2 separate regions of the Mus musculus genome follow, and region 2 is linked to region 1. A link is a contact called in public HiCAR-type data. All regions are on one chromosome and are shown on one strand. Each heading gives the region's core, a stretch centred on a gene start, on an enhancer-like site or on the middle of the called end of the contact. The rest is flanking DNA. Distances are from core to core; before and after follow the strand shown.

Region 1 (2,700 bases), core at 3-2,502:
TGTGGTGAGGACCAAAGGCCAGCAGCTCGGAAGGCTGGGTAGAGTGTGTTTTGAGGTGGTGGTAAAGCTCAGGTCTCAGCGACCTTCTCTGTAAAATGAGGATAATACTTAAATAGGTGCCTGCTGTGAGCTAATGCTTGCAGTGGGTACAGGAGACACTTGGAGATCGCAGGGAATACTGGTTTTTAGGGTGGTAGGTGTGAAGGATAGATGGCTGAAAGGACGGAAGATGGATGGGTCCAAATAAGTGTCCTCCAAATAGGTGGTACTCCATATTGCAGCAAGGCATTCGGGAGAATTGATGGATAGACAGACCCTCTGCTCTCAGGGCTCAGCTACAGCGCCGACTGTGACAATGTGGTGATAGGTGACAGGAGATGGTTAGTCAGGGTTGTGAGGACAAGCATGTTGGGAGGCTCATTGCTTTCTCTTCCCCAGCTTGTCTCACATCCCCGCTTCTGGGTTTGCCGTGGACTAGCAGGCTCAAAGGCTGCGAGAAGCCCTGATCCTGCCTGGTAGGGGACAGGAAGGCGACCAAGGCCTCCGGAGGCTGGAGTAGGGGAGCTGGTTTTCATGCATCTTCGCACACTATGGTTGCCAGACCTTTGCAGGCCACAGTCACCCGCATGCCTGAGAATCTGGGGCAGGGAAATTTGGGACACGGAGGAAGGGCAAGCAGGTAGTCAAGCCCGCCTGGCACACTTGGTAGTGGAGGTCTCCACAGGCTGTCCACCTTTTCAAGAGGCTGCGGTGCCCGGCTCTGCCGCGTTCCCGGGTACAGTTTCGCATTCAGACTGCGTTAGATTATCTGAACCCCGCTAGGCCTGCAGCGCCGCACGCAGGCGAGGGTTTTCTGGGCCGTTGCTGGGCGGAGCTTGAGCTGTAGTCGAAAGGCTCCTCGCAGACGAGTGGCGCAGCTTGTGGGTGGGCGGAGCCCAAGGGCCGATAGGCGTGGCCGGGGCTGGAGACCTAGGAGCCGAGTCTCAGCGGGTGAAATCGCTGCAATGGGTTGAGGGGCGTGGCCTATGTCCGCAGAGGGCGGTCCAGGCTAGGGAGGAAGGCCTTCGCCTATAGAGGGCGGGCCGGGAAGGGCAGAGAGCAGCTAGGCAGGGGGTGTGGTCTGTGTCTGCAGAGGGCGGGCCCTGGAGGCGTGGTCTGTGCCTGCAGAGGGCGGGGCTCGCCGCAGAGGGGGCAGCGCCGGCTGAGAGTCCTCTGCGAGCCGCTGCTGCGGCCGGTCCACAGCAGCTCTGACAGTCGCGGCGCAGGCACCGGACCCCTCACCAGCCCCACGCAGCCACCGCGACCTCCAGCTCGTCCCACCATCTCTCCCGACGCAGCGGAGCCGCATCTGGCACCTAACACCACCCCGGCCGCTCTGGAGCCCGCGCCCGCCCTGGCCCGGCCGCGCCGGGAGCCCGGCCCCGAGCTGGAGCCGCATCTGGAGCCACGGGCCCGGGGCCCTGAGCCACGCAGCCGGCGCATGGTTAACTCGCTGCTGTTCGGAGAGATGGCCTTGGCCTTCGGCTGCCCGCCGGGGGGCGGCGGCTGCGCAGGCGGCGGCGGGGGTGGCGGGGCCGGGCCGGGGCCCTCGCCCGTAACGGCGGCGCTGCGGGACGATCTGGGTTCCAACATCCACCTCCTCAAGGGGCTCAACGTGCGTTTCCGCTGCTTCTTGGCCAAGGTGCACGAGCTGGAGCGGCGCAACCGGCTCCTGGAGAAACAGCTGGAGCAGCAGCAGAGCGAGCGCGATCGGCGGCTGCGCTACAAGACCTTCTCCCGCGAGCAGGCCGTGCAGACCGGGCCCGAGCTGCTGCGGCCGTCGGCTGCGGGAAGCGGGCAGGCCCTCGGCGCGGCCACCGGCGTCAACGCCAACGCGGTGGCCCTGGGCGGCCTGCCCCCCGGCGGCGGCTCGCACCCGCAGCACTACGGTCGCCTGCCCGGGACCATCTGGAGCTACACGCAGGTGCGGCGCACGGGAGGCGGTGGCGTGGAGACTGTGCAGGGCCCCGGCGTGTCGTGGGTACACCCGGACGGCGTAGGCGTGCAGATCGACACCATCACGCCAGAGATCCGCGCTCTCTACAACGTGCTGGCCAAGGTGAAGCGCGAGCGTGACGAGTACAAACGGAGGTGAGTGGACGCGCCCCTCCTCCGCCGCTCTCAGAACCGGCAGCAGGGCCTGGCATATGGGCTGCGAACTGCGGGAGGACTAGGTCATCTAAATCCGCGAACGAGCGCAGGGAGCGCGGGATACCTGGGCGCCGACCCCTGGGGCCAGGCACATTGTTTCCCAGGGACGTAATAACCAGCGGATTTGTGGTGATCTCATTCTGTCCACATGACAGTGCGGTGTGAGGCAGCCTTGTCCCCATACTGCAGATGAGGAAACTGAGGTGAAGAGGTACCAAGTGTCTTGCTCAAGGCAGCTTGGCTAATCCGCGGTGAAAGTCAAGACTTGATCCTTTGATGGAAGTCATGGCTGGTGTGTCTCCTAGCCTAGGTATTCCCCGAGATGTTGGTGGTAGATTCCCTTTCCCATAGCAGGTGTAAAGAAAACAGTCTCAACTAGCTCATTGTCATTTTTTTTTTGTCCTTGAATTTAATGAGCTCACGTGTGAAGATGGATGGCTCTGTCCCTAGGGCCCCGGGGTCGCCTATCTTGTTCCAGGTCTTTAAGGCCAAGATCTCTGGCTTGCAGAA
Region 2 (2,700 bases), core at 4-2,503, 1.4 Mb after region 1:
CCTGGCAGAGAAGCCAGATTCAGGGTGAGTTCCCAGAAACTTGGCCCCATCTAGCCATTCCTCCTGTCATGGTAATTTCTCCAGTGTCTTCTAAAAGAGCCAGCGTGAGGAAACCCAAGACTATAAACAGTGCCCTCCTCTGCCAAAGGTGAGCGGAAAGAAATCAAATCCTTCCTCTGGTAACAAGGACCAGCAAAGTCACTGGGTGCCCCAAGAGACCAAGTGACTTGGGATACCAAGATCACGCCTGCCCAAGGTGGTCAAATCCCCAGTCAGAGGGTGGGGGGCTCTGAGAGAACCCATAAAAGGTGTCAGAAAGGCTGGACAGTGGTGGCGCATGCCTTTAATCCCAGCACTTGGAAGGCAAAGGCAGGCGGATTTCTGAGTTCAAGTCCAGTCTGGTCTACAAAGTGAGTTCCAGGACAGTCAGGGCTACACAGAGAAACCCTGTCTAGAAGTGCCAGAAAAAAAAAGCAGCTCAGGTGACTAAGGAAACTGACGAAATCTGAGGACACAGGTCGGTTAGTAGAAGGCTTGTTCAGCACACACAGGCATGGTGGCACACAGCTGTAATCCCAGCTCTCTGCAGTTCTTTACCTGTAGGAAGATCTGAAGTTGGGGACAGTGGACAGCCTGTGGGTCCTTGGTGGACAGCCTATAAGCTACATCACCCATCTTTCCTATTGTCATCTTCCTTGGGGTTAGAGAGGAATTAGGTGAGCAGCTCGCTCACTTACCACAGCATTCCAGAGGCTGGCACCAGCCACATACTAGGTACCCTTTCTGGCTGCTTTGGTTTTGGTTTTGTGTGTTTTGAGGCAGGGTCTCAAGTATCCCAGATGGACTCGACCTCATTAAGTAGCGGAGGGTGAGCTTGGTTCTCCTACTGTCTCCATATGCCGGGCATGCAACTTCTGTACCGACGTGACGTTCATCTTTTGATCACTTCAGTCACTTAACAAGTGTCCCAATCAGGTAGGGACTGACAGGTTCTCTAGATTTAGCACAAAGCTGACCAGACAAGAGTCACAGGTGATTGACAGACACCACTGCAAGTAGAGAAGGGTTAAAAATCACAGCCACCAGCAGAATAGGAAAGCCCCGCCCTCCTGGCCTCTGCCCCGCCCCTCCACGCTACCCTTCCCTCTCCCGCCCCTCAGACTCCAGAGGTCACCTTAGGAACATAGGAAGCCCAGTGGGCATGCGCCCTACGGGCCGCTGCTGCACACACGCACTTCCTGTACATTGGCTCGGAGAAACCGGAAGCGGCCTTCCACTCGTTGGCGCTTAGGCGGCTAGCGGTCCTCAGGGTGAGAGGCCGGCTTCCCACCGCGGTGTTCGACGGGATGCCGGAGGGGAAGGGGTGGGGCTGACGTCAGGAGCCAAAATGGCGGCGACGGTCGGGGTCTCCTTGAAGCGCGGCTTCCCGGCTGCCGTTCTCGGCAGAGTCGGCCTGCAGGTGAGCCCGGGAGCCGTGGTTCAGTGGGGAGCCGTGCCCGTCACCGAGGCTGCCTGGGTAGAGAGGCCGCGGAGAGGCGGAAGGAGCCCGGGTCCAGGCCTCGGGGGAGGACTTAACCCGGCATCCTGCTCTTGAGCATCCTTTCAGACAGCCATTCCGCGCTTCTCCATCACCGGAGAGAGAGGCGCGGCCGGGAGGAGGTTGGAAGAGAGAACAGAAAGACAGAGGTCTGGGAGGAGGACAGGGAGAGGTCAAGGTCATAGGATGAGCGACCTGTGGTCGGGACCCAGAATCAAATCCTGCTAGTTGTACTCCGCCAGGCTTGTGTGAAAGGGAGGCCTGCGGGGTGTCTGGGGTGGGACCCGGGAGGCCAGGTCGCACCTCCAGGTTAGGCTGGTCTGGATCGGTCAGGTCGGAGGGCGGTGGACTCTGCAAGGCAATGCACTTGACCCGCAGAGGAAGGGAGACATGAAAGAAAGCGACCCCGACCCCTTGAAAGATCCGTACTGTGGAAGTCTGCAGGCAAGACCCGGTTCCCTGAAGCGTGCTTATTCAGGGGTGTGTAGCGGCACTGATCTCATACCGCTGGCATGGGATGACAGGCAGAGCCTGGAGCTGCTTTTGTTAATAATTCTGTAGTAGCTCTGTCATAGGTCTCCCCACACGCCCTGTATCCTCGGGAGCTGCACAGTAGAAGCATTTAGAAAGGCGAGAAAAACTGCCTCTCCTTACTTTACAGATACCATTCAGTCCTCCTCTGGGCTTCTGGATAGTCCTTCACAGGCGGACAACAGGAACTCCCATTTTGTTTTGGGGGGTTTTGTTGGTTTTTTTTTTTTTTTTTTTTAGATTTGTGTGTGTGTGTATGAGTGTGTGCTTTCATGTATATGCACCATGTGCCCGTGGAGAAAAGAGAGCTGTATTTCCTGAACTGGAGTCACAGGTGGTTATCAGCCGCCATATGCGTGCAGGGAACTGAACTCTGCTCCTTCCAAAGTGCTAAGATGAATCTCCACCCTGTGATAATTTTAGTGTTGTTTTGGTTAGGTTTTGACTTTTCGGACAGTGTCTTTATGCAACCCTGGCTGGCCTGGAACTCAGAGATTCTCCGGCTTCAGCCTTCTGGGTGCTGGGATTAAAGGTGTGAGCCACCACCACCACCCGACTTGTGCATCCCTTTGCATGCACACCTATCACACCAGCACTCCAAAGGCTGATGCAGCAAGATCAGGAGTTTAAGG

Evidence for each region. HiCAR-type assays count read pairs that join an accessible place to other places.
Region 2: a HiCAR-type map of astrocytes shows a contact between it and region 1, with 3 times the contacts expected there. The contact joins the promoter of Sdhb here to the promoter of Iffo2 in region 1. A contact is called at or near these places in 2 of 39 promoter capture datasets (hippocampal neurons and liver) and 2 of 115 datasets of contacts at active chromatin or transcription factors (astrocytes and embryonic forebrain).

What each region holds. Positions count from the first base shown.
Region 1 is chr4:139,573,468-139,576,167 of GRCm38.p6, forward strand. It overlaps Iffo2 (intermediate filament family orphan 2), which reads left to right and starts at 1,253. Exons shown (of 9, transcript NM_001205173.1): 1 at 1,253-2,130. The coding sequence starts at 1,481.
Region 2 is chr4:140,960,018-140,962,717 of GRCm38.p6, forward strand. It overlaps Sdhb (succinate dehydrogenase complex, subunit B, iron sulfur (Ip)), which reads left to right and starts at 1,254. Exons shown (of 8, transcript NM_023374.4): 1 at 1,254-1,459. The coding sequence starts at 1,388.